Regions from separate parts of the Mus musculus genome. Here regions 2 and 3 are each linked to region 1. Evidence: chromatin contacts called from public HiChIP or PLAC-seq data. All regions are on one chromosome and are shown on one strand. The core of a region is the stretch at or near the end of the contact, and the rest is flanking DNA. Distances in the headings are between cores, read along the strand shown.

The links. HiChIP or PLAC-seq counts read pairs in DNA pulled down with a chosen protein or histone mark.
Region 2: an H3K27ac HiChIP or PLAC-seq map of large pre-B cells shows a contact between it and region 1, with 5 times the contacts expected there. The contact joins two enhancer-like sites. A contact is called at or near these places in 2 of 115 datasets of contacts at active chromatin or transcription factors (cardiomyocytes and large pre-B cells) and 1 of 9 other capture datasets (embryonic stem cells).
Region 3: a contact with region 1 is called in an H3K27ac HiChIP or PLAC-seq map of large pre-B cells, with 3 times the contacts expected there. The contact joins two enhancer-like sites. A contact is called at or near these places in 1 of 484 Hi-C or Micro-C datasets (bone marrow-derived macrophages) and 1 of 115 datasets of contacts at active chromatin or transcription factors (large pre-B cells).

What each region holds. Positions count from the first base shown.
Region 1 is chr12:79,422,345-79,425,635 of GRCm38.p6, reverse strand. All of the region lies in intron 7 of Rad51b (RAD51 paralog B), which reads right to left. Among named protein-coding and RNA genes, the nearest start is that of Rad51b, 130 kb to the right of the region's middle. Within about 2 kb of position 1,540, at least 13 of the 459 cell types and tissues checked have an H3K27ac peak or open chromatin away from gene starts, as enhancers often do.
Region 2 is chr12:80,088,715-80,092,005 of GRCm38.p6, reverse strand. No RefSeq gene overlaps it. Among named protein-coding and RNA genes, the nearest start is that of Gm36660, 4.3 kb to the right of the region's middle. Within about 2 kb of position 1,810, at least 25 of the 459 cell types and tissues checked have an H3K27ac peak or open chromatin away from gene starts, as enhancers often do.
Region 3 is chr12:79,968,573-79,971,863 of GRCm38.p6, reverse strand. No RefSeq gene overlaps it. Among named protein-coding and RNA genes, the nearest start is that of 4933435C09Rik, 34 kb to the right of the region's middle. RefSeq lists an enhancer at 1-3,234. Within about 2 kb of position 1,788, at least 130 of the 459 cell types and tissues checked have an H3K27ac peak or open chromatin away from gene starts, as enhancers often do.

The DNA of each region.
Region 1 (3,291 bases), core at 291-2,790:
GCCAGACAGACATAGATTCCAAAATGAATACGATGTAAAGAGCTCAGAGAAGCTGGGACAGGTCCTCTGAGAGAGAGGTGAATCCTCAGATGAAGCAGGACAAACTTTCTTTCTATGAAAGAATAGGGCAGGGCACAAGAGAAAGAATGTGATCATAGCAAAAGGCCTTTCAACAAACCAGCCACAGAATTTAGCATTCCAAGTGTCTTCTCACTTTTTAAATTTTAAAAAAAAATCATTTTGTTTTGCCTGAATGCATGTATCTATACGCCATTTCCATGTCTGTTGTCACATCTCCTGTTATGACAGTTACAGATGACTTTGGACCACCATGTGGGTGCTGGGAACCAAATCTGAGTCCTCTGGGAGAGCAGCCAGTACTCTTAATTTCTCAGACATCTCTCAGAATCTATCTTATCCCCTTTAACATTTACAACAACTCCAAGGCACAAGGTTTATTATCTTCATCTAACATACAAGGAAACTGAGGCTGAGAAATCTCATATACCTTGCCCAATGTGGTGGTTTGAATATGCTTGGCCCATAAGTGGCACTATTAGGAGGTATGGACTTGTTGAAGTAGGTGTGACCTTTTGGAAGAAGTGTGTCACTGTGGGGGTGGGCTTTGAAGTCCTATGTTTAACTTCTGTCCAGGGTGAGAGAATGTCCTCCTGGCTACCTGCTGAAGACAGTCTCTTCCTGGATCAAGATATAGAACTCTTAGCTCCTTCTCTTGCACCACGTCTGACTGCTATGATAATGGACTAAACCTCCGAAACTGTAGGCCAGTACCATAAATCTCACTCTATAGTTTTCTTCAATGAACTGAGCAGCTCAGGAGCAGCTGCAGAATACCCATGTCATCTACGGCTGGGAGCTCAGTAGGCTCAGGTACCTGATAGTAGGGTAAAAGAGTTACCATTGACAAGAGAGAAGTTGGAGGTACGACCTGTGGGATATAAAGTAGGGCAGTGGGGATAGCAGCAAACTTCTTCCTTAGAATCACAAGGTTCCTTCAGGTTGAGTAGTTAGTATATATATTAGAAAAACAGATGTTGTGGTCAGAAAGGGGAAAGTGCCCACATATTCAGACAAATCATGCAGGACAAAGAGGGGATTGAGGTGTGACAGATGGAGGAAAGTGTCAGAGAAGAAAAAGGTCTCAAAGATGAGGTTTTGAAAAGAAGATTAAAGAGGGTATTACAAGAGTTGTAGGGGACTCCGAAGGTACAGGGAGGAAGGAAGAGGGGAGAGAGGAGAGGAGTTGCAGAGTTGAGGTCAGCTGGTAAAGATGACCAGGAGAGGAGTACATGCTAGTTTACCCAAACAGAACATTTCCAGCACAGGAAAAACGTGGTCATCTGAGAGGCAGCGAAGACTTAGGAAGACCTGGCAACCACAGCAGGAAGTAAGACAACAGAAAACAGCAAGCATCCTCTCAAGAGTGGCTGGAGGGAAACTATCTCAGGGGACAGCCAGACCTCACATCAGGGAGAATGGTTCTGAAAGCGGCTTGCCCAAGGCCAAGCCAGGAGCCATGCCTGCTTCAATTAACATGATGCTTGTGCCGAGGAACTCTCAAACTGTGGCACACCATGTATGTTCTCCTTCACCCTGGCTCTTCTGACACCACAGTAACATAGTTGGGGAGAAATCCAAGAAAAGTATGAATTTGAGAAAGAGAGAAAAGAAATCCTTTTATACAAAAAATAAAAACAAACAAACAAACTGGGGATGGAAACTGCCACATTGACCCCAGCTGAGCAAAGTAGTTTATTTAGAATCATTTGAACAAGCAGACACCATTTAGGGAGCTAAGCAAGTTTCTGTTGCCACATCTGGCTGTGTGCTCAGCCTTCTCCACGCATCACGAAGCTCTCTGTAAACCCACGTTAAAAGGACCAGAACAACACTCCTCATTTGTTCAACATCCTCTGAAGAAAGGCAGCCCAGCCAAAGGTTAAAGTAAATACTTGGTCACCAAATCATGCTTCAAAATTGTATTTATTTACACGCAAAGGTGTTCTCTTTTCATTTTGAACACAAAGGCACAGTACAAGGTACTATGCTGAATACGATATCATTTTTGTAAACAATCCATGGTCTGCTTTGGTTTTGTCTTCTATGGCGCCGGTGACTGGACAGATGGCCCTGCACACGCTAGGCAAACATTCTGTCACAAAGCTGTATGCCCACTCTTGTTTCTTACTATAGCTCAATATATACAAAATAGATTATTTTAAATACTCTCAAGTGTACAGGTCAGTGACAGGGAACACAGTCACACGACGGTACGATCGTTACGACTCTCCAGCCCCACTACCAATGGCATACTATAAATATTAAATGTTAACAGATGCATGCCAAGAAATGCTAACAAGGGACGGTTAAGTTTGGTTTTATATCCCCACTTTTTTAGTCCTCTGTACTTCTTGATTAGTTTTTATCATAAAAATGTATTCCTGGAGTAAGTTTCTAATGTCAGATGGTTTTTAGACACTGATAGTTTGAAAACTGAGAAAGGGAAGAAGGACGAGGAGGCTTACAATCATCTTGCTTAGATTTGGACCAGAGAGTTTACATGCCATCTCAAGCTTGTCAACTTTTGTATTCGTTTTTAGAATAGAAAAAAAGACACATCAATTCCAAAACAAAAAACAAACAAACAAACAAACAAACAAACAAAAAGCCCAAAACCCTATTAGACCAAAAGAGAGATTATTGCTACATACATTATCATTGCTAAGTGTCTAGTTTTCCCTTTCTTCCTAGTTATAAGAATCCCCTAAAGACAGTATTTCCTAATTATCCTTAGTAGCTATGGACAGAGTCCCTGATAGGCAGACATGTTTTGCTCAAATGTGTGAACCTGTCAGGCTCTGTTTTTGTTCAAACAGGCCAACTCTGAGTTGGGGGGAGGAGGCACCTTCAAAGACCCTAAAGCCCACTCCTCGGGGAGAGGCTTTCCTGAGTCTCCTTCTGCCTTAAGAAGGTCTTTCTCTGTGTCTTGCTGTGTGTGTTTCCTCACCTCTAATAAATGTTTTTCTTGACAAGCTGATTCTGTCTGTCTTCTGCTGTCTACTGTGTCTAAGATTTCTCCCACCACCTTTTAATTCTTTAACTACCAGAGGAAAAATTAACCAATCCAGACCCCTAAATGGCAACAGATTGTTGTATGATCATGTGACAGATTTTAGCAAAAAAAAAAAAAAAGTGCTGTGTAAAATTTCAAAGAAAATTCTGAAAGGCAGGAGGCACACTCTTATCCCTCTCTTCCTACCAGGAGTAATA
Region 2 (3,291 bases), core at 561-3,060, 670 kb before region 1:
CAACACTCTTACTTACCATCAGACCTCATTGTTAGTTTTCTATGTGCCCAAGCAGTGCATTGAGAGGAAATAATTTTGAGGATCAACAGTTGCCATCCCTCAATGTCATACACCTTCCAGCCATACTTAGCAAGGAGTCAGCCTCAATCTCCCTTCCTTATCCCCTCATCCTGTGAAACCTTCCCACCCCTCCAGCCTACCCTGACCAGCGTAGGAGCCTCTCCTCTTCCACAGCACAAACACTGCAGGAAGTTTGGGCAGCCACAGGGTTGATAGGGCCATCGCCACCTGTTGTCCATCTCCAGGAAAGAATCAGAGCAGGGAGAATGGCAACTTGCATCTGTCTGCTGGGTAGCAGAAAGCACACTGCAGGAGCTATGCCTTTCTGTTTACCTTTCAAATTCGTGCAGAGAACTCATTTATAGCAGCTGCTTCCAGACACAGTCCAGATCATCCAGAGATGGGTCAGTCCCCTCGGGCAGGTAGTGGGGCTGTTCGATGAAATTTAACTCTCATTATCTGAAAGGCTCACTGGGTATCTCCCATATGCCCCCACAACAACGGGCTTTGCTGTTGCTTCGCTCACAGAACTCTTAGGTAATTTTTCTCTCGCTTGCCTCGGCTAGATTACCCTCTTCTGGAAGCGCCTGGAGGAATATCAGCAACCACCTGCTGGGCGACAGGAGTGGGGCTCAGATGAGGTGGAGGCAAGGGAAATGCTTTGCATACCAGCTTTGTACAGGCTGGGAGGGGCTGCCCAGGACAGTGCCTGTACCTTTGTGAGCACTATTGTCACCAGGTCTCACTGTGGTTCTTCATATGCACACTCACTTATGATTCGGGCAACAGCCTCGTTTTAGAGATGGCCAAGACCTGAAGCACAGAGTGGTTAGGAAATTTGCCCAATATGGCTCAGCTGGTTCCAGCACCCGGCTAGAGGACATGGGCATTATCCCATTAGTTTTACAACAGCCTTAAGAAGTAATTGGTTCTTTATTGTATTGGCTCATGAGAGCAGATTGCTAAATGTCCAGGTATTTTGTGAGTCAACCATTATTAAGTGTGAACTCACACAAATGTGAACTCATACAATTAATCAGATCAATTATACTAAAAGCAAATGTAATAACTCCCCCAAGCTCATCCATTCCTGACTCTTTCTCACTGTCCGAGTGCAAAGCAAAGTAGTTGCTACTTTGGATTAAAAAAAAAATCCTTTTTTTTTTCTGTTGGGTGGGAAGAGACTGCCTCAGCCGGAAGCCACTTCTTCCGGCCATTCTCCAGGGCAGATCACGGTAGGAAACAGCCACCCAGGCCTCCAGGAAGAAAAACACCCGCTTCCCATGCTCCCAGAACAGCAATAGAAAGTTCTGTGCTTGGGCTTTGAGACCCCTATCTGGGTCCCAGAAGAACTGGGCTTCTCTGGTGGAATGGTGGGTAGGAAAAGTGTGTGTGTGTGTGTGTGTGTGTGTGTGTGTGTGTGTGTGTAAGAGAGAGAGAGAGAGAGAGAGAGAGAGAGAGAGAGAGAGAGAAAATGGTCTTTGTAGCCCCGGACCCAGAGGGTTTCCCGTGTTACTTGTACTCTGAGATTTTGGAGGCAGCTGATCTAGAAGAATTCATGGTTTTGGGTACCAGATAGACCTGAGTTAATCTCGTGGCCCTCTCTGCCTTCTGTAAAATAGGTGACCTTGGTCAAGGCATCTCACTTCTCTGAGCCTTAAATTTTTCATCTGTAGAATTGGAGACCTTCTGAAGGGAGCTGTGGCATAAAAACCAGCCAAGCAGAAAGCATGCAAAACATCAAGCCGAACTAGTAAAGACCAACAGCAATTGTGTCTGAGTGGCTGTGCTAGGCTAGGAGGATTCTTCTATGGATGGACAATAGTCCAATATCCAGGTACCAATGCAGAGGGGCACTGACTATGGATGTGCTGTGCTGAGATAGCTGTAGATGGACAGCCTAGACATACAGGAGATGATCCTAACTTGTCTTGTTCAGGAATTGAATGAATAAATGTCTCCCAAAACCTACTTGCACCTATGGGATACAGAAGAAACAGAGGAAACCTTGATTAGTGGAAGGAGTGAGGCCCCAGGAGGAGCCCTTTTGGGAGGTTGGTTGGAGACCTTCTCAAGGGAGAGCTCCCTGGGGGATCCCAGTTCTTCACTTTGTTTCAGTAAAGTGGAGAAAGAAGTAGCTGCATGCAGTTGGCCTCAGGCACCACAAAGGTGCTCTGTGTTCCCTCATCTTTGCTGCAGAGGACTGACTGTATTTATCTGCCATTGCTCAGACCTAGGTAGAGTTAAAATCTTCTTAGGTGAGTATCGTTGACTTTCCTGGTTGAAGGGACAATTCCACGAAGGGTCTGAAGCTAGTGTAAGACCAACAAGCCAGAGAACAAGGCTCTCCTCAAACCACTGCCCTTGGAGGCTGGGATCCAGTAGGCAATCAGGCCCTTCTGGCCCTCCTGGTAGCAGGCTTCTCTCCAGTGGTCCTGGAGTCAGGAGCCTCTCTGGCAGACATGTCTACTATGTGAATTGAAGAAGTCTAAGGTTGTGTCAGGAATGGTATTGTACTGGTGTTTAGGGGACCAGGGCTCTTGGCAGATTGTCATTGCACTTTACCAAAAGTCACCTTGTCTCCCAATCCATCAGTCAATCAACGACATATGTACAATGATAATGTTACTCAGCTGTGTTCAATAGTATCGAAAGGGGTCCTGATTTTTAAAAAAAAAAAATTTAAAAATTTTTCCCATATTTTTTTCTATTAGATATTTTCTTCATTTACATTTCAAATGCTATCCTAAAAGTCCCCTATGCCCTCCCCCCACCCTGCTCCCCTACCCACTCACTCCTATTTCTTGGCCCTGGGGTTCCCCTATACTGGGGCATATAAAGTTTGCTAGACCAAGGGGCCTCTCTTCCAAATGATGGCTGACTAGGCCATCTTTTGCTACATATGCAGCTAAAGACATGAGCTCTGGGGGTACTGATTAGTTCATATTGTTGTTCCACCTACAGGGTTGCAGACCCCTTCAGCTCTTGGGTACTTTCTCTAGCTCCTATATTGGGAGCCCTGTGTTCCATTCTATGGGGTCCTGATTTTAATCTTAGCAGAGGTAAAACGAGCGGATAAAATGCCAGGTTCCTGTCACAGGGTGAAGTCATTCACAGAATGACTTCCCTTCTCTGCACTTCTCCCACTGTTGTCTCCATGGCCCAATCATTCCTCAGTAGAAGCCAAAGAGAAATAAACAGAAAGAAGATCAATTTTCCTGGGCCACATCT
Region 3 (3,291 bases), core at 539-3,038, 550 kb before region 1:
GCAGGGAGGCCCTCATTCAATCACCCTAAGTGGAATCTGATCTTTATCTTGGGATAAACATTCCAAATGGAAGGTGAGTGCTGCCAGATAAGGGAGATAAGAAAGCCATATGGCCCTGTCACTGCAGGCTCCCTGGAGCTTATTCCTATAAGGATTAATGAGTCTGAAGGGGGATCTTATAAAGTCCTGTCTCTTGAGAAGGCAGAGCCTCCCAAGCCCCTATGTGGGCATGTGCACTGTCCGCAGACATAAAAGGCTAGAACTCAGACCTTGCTATTGCAGCCCTCTGGTCTTACTAGGGACCTCCTGCCTGCTCTGTCCATCTCTCTTCATTGCAAAAGCTTCACTATTACCAATGTTTATAACTCTACTGAGGATCCCAAACCCAGATTCCCACCTTGATGTAGGAATTCCCTCTGCCCACCTGCATCCCTGTTCAGGGCCCTGACCAGTAATGTCTGCCAGGATGGTAGGGGAGGGGCATTTTCCAGGTTGAGGGTTTTCTCTGGGTCTGTTAGGGCCTGGAGACGCAGGGAAGCTTGCAATCCCAGGCCTGGGGGAGGGCAGGTAATATGAACTCCCAAGAGAAAGGGATCTGGGGCAGAGGAGAGAGGGAGGGGAGAAGGCTGGCTTTCCAGCATGTTCTCTATACCCTGGTATCGAGAGGCACTCCATCCTTCATTCCTCTGGCGCTACTGCTCCTGCATAGCTGTGCTGACTCACAGTGGACATCAAGGTTCACAAGTGACTGTTCCCAGCGCTGGGGCAACTTCCAAACTGGGTCATGGTAACCAATGGTAACCGGAAGAATAGCCTATAGAGTCTGAGTGTCCCCATAGCTCTCTCTACAGACAGAGTAAGTAAATTTTACCAAGAAGGGAAACTGAGGCTCAGAGAGGCTGAGAGGTTGCCTGAGTCTGCATACGCAATAAGCGCTGCTGCGGCCAGTTGTCAAACCCTGAAGGTCAAACCTCAGAGTCACAATCTTGATGCAGAGAGGGGCCCCGACAGACACTCAGTGACTATTTCCTGTCTTCAGCAGCTTTGGTCAGTGGCGGGGAATCAGAAAGGCACTTGCCCAGACTCTCCCAGCCCTCACGTTGGACAGCCTCAAGTTAATGTGGACAGTTGTGCCTGACTGTCAAGCAAGCCAGTCTGAGCTGGATTCCATACTTTACTTGCTGAACAATCCAAGCCTACTGCTCTCTGAACAGCCCTGGCCAGGAAGAGACCACCCCTGGATCCGGAGTCCGGCGCATGGCAGGGGGAGTAGGAAGAGCTGAGGAGGGAGTGTGGGGCCCCAGAGTTCCAGCGGTGGGTTTCCCTGCTTCAGGCTTGCCCTGGCCAATGGTCTTGCTTTCAGGCTTCTCTGTGCTCTGAGCACATCTAAACATTTGGAGAAAAACAAGAAAGTGAACAATAGGCGCTTGTGGGCTGGAGAACAGGGCTGACTTCCCCCTGGGACCCGGGCGCTGTTCGTAAGCTGCCCCAGCTGCACTCTCACGGTTGGGATGTCACTGGGGCCTGGCTGAATTACAGCCTTGTCCTCCATGGGGCCTGCTACCAACTCCTTTCATACCCGGGGAATGCAAATGTTGGTAGGGGGATCTGGAGCTGTGTAGAGACAGAAAGCTTGCTTTCCTGCCTGGAATTTGGGAAATCAGACAAAAGAACACACACACATACACATACCCCTATTTGGCATGGAAGCTCTGCCAAGCCATGCCCTGACAGTTGTGTCCTAACCAGAGAAGTTTGCCCCACAGGAAAAAAACCAAAACCCCAGCTCTCTATCAAGTGGACTCTGGGCACAGCCCCAAGAAGCTCAGAGTCCACAGGACCTAGAGACAGAATTCCTAATGTGTGCCAGAGCAGTTTCACCAGGAGGTGGTAGCAAAAGTACCCCCATTAGTTATAGCACTGAGGGAGGTGGGCCAAAGGTGCTCTTCTGAGCTGGCTCCTCTGAGGTTTTTAAGACTGTTGCTTCTCACCATTACAGCCTAAGCCACAGGGAATGAGAATGTAGTCAAAGTATCAAGATTAGAACAGAGAAGAACAAAACAGAGCCCAGACCCCCTCTCAGCTAGGGCTGACCAGTGGTATCATTCATACCCAGTAAGTAGGGCTAAGTTTCCCTGTCAAGAGTTCCTCACCTTTGTTCCCAGGACTGGAGGCGGCTTTGAGCAGTGTCCCGTCTGGGTGGCATCCCTGGAACAGGTCTCAGGCCCTGGTGTTTTTGAAGTAGCTGCCCAGACATCCCATCATAGGCTCAGGAGGGTGAATAGCCCTTCTACTCACCCCTCCCACTCCCCAACAATGTTCTGGATCTGAGAGCACTTCTGGGTTGTTTGTGCCCAAGGACAGGAGGAATTTGGCAAGAAGTCTGTGGTTGGAGGACAGTGCATTTACTTTGTGAAAGGATGAGTGAAGGACCATTCGGGGAAGTAGGGAGCACTGTTGTCAGAGTTGGGACTGGAGAGATTAGAATGGGTCAGAGGACTCCTATGAAGGACATGAGTAACAAAATGGGGGGTTCAGAACAAATGGGTTGACCTCTGGAGAGCAAAGGCAAGGCTTTAGTGTCTAAGAACTTCAAAATGGCTGTTAGGTCCCGCTAGATATGTGGTTCCTCCTCTTTCCTGCCCTAAATAGTTTTGGAGACAGAATCGTCTTTTTTTTTTTTTGAACTTTTATGAGTGTCTGTTTGTCTGTCTATATGTATGCACATCACAGGAGTCCCTGTGGAGGGCAGGAGGACTCTTGGGAATTGGTGTTATGAACAGCTGTAAGCTACCACGGGGTAGCTTACCCAAGCCAGGTCCTTTGCAAGAGCAGCAGTGTTCTTAACTTGAGCCACTGCTCCAACAGTGAGACAGTGTTTTTATGCAGCCCAGGCTGACCTCAAATTCTCATTCTCCTCCGTCTGTCTCCAGAGTGCTGAGATTAATGGACTACATTATCACCATACCTGCTCTTAGTCTACTTGTTGGTCACCTGGGACTGTGAAACCTTCGTAGTCTCTGCACTTCTCCTGCACTTCTCTGCACTGTTCCTTTCAGCACATTAACATGAGGCTTTGTTCCTTGTTAGGGAGCTGGGCTGAGTCCCACAGGGGCAGTGTCTCTAGGCACCCTGATCTTCTTGTATTCACTGCTCTCTTGAAAGTTCACTCATCTAACAAGAAGGAGGTAAGCAAGCAGCCTGTATGCATGCTTGAAGGGGACACTCTGTTCCTTGGAAGTAAAATAGCATTACCATTGCTTTTTTTTTTTTTTTTTTTGATTCACAATC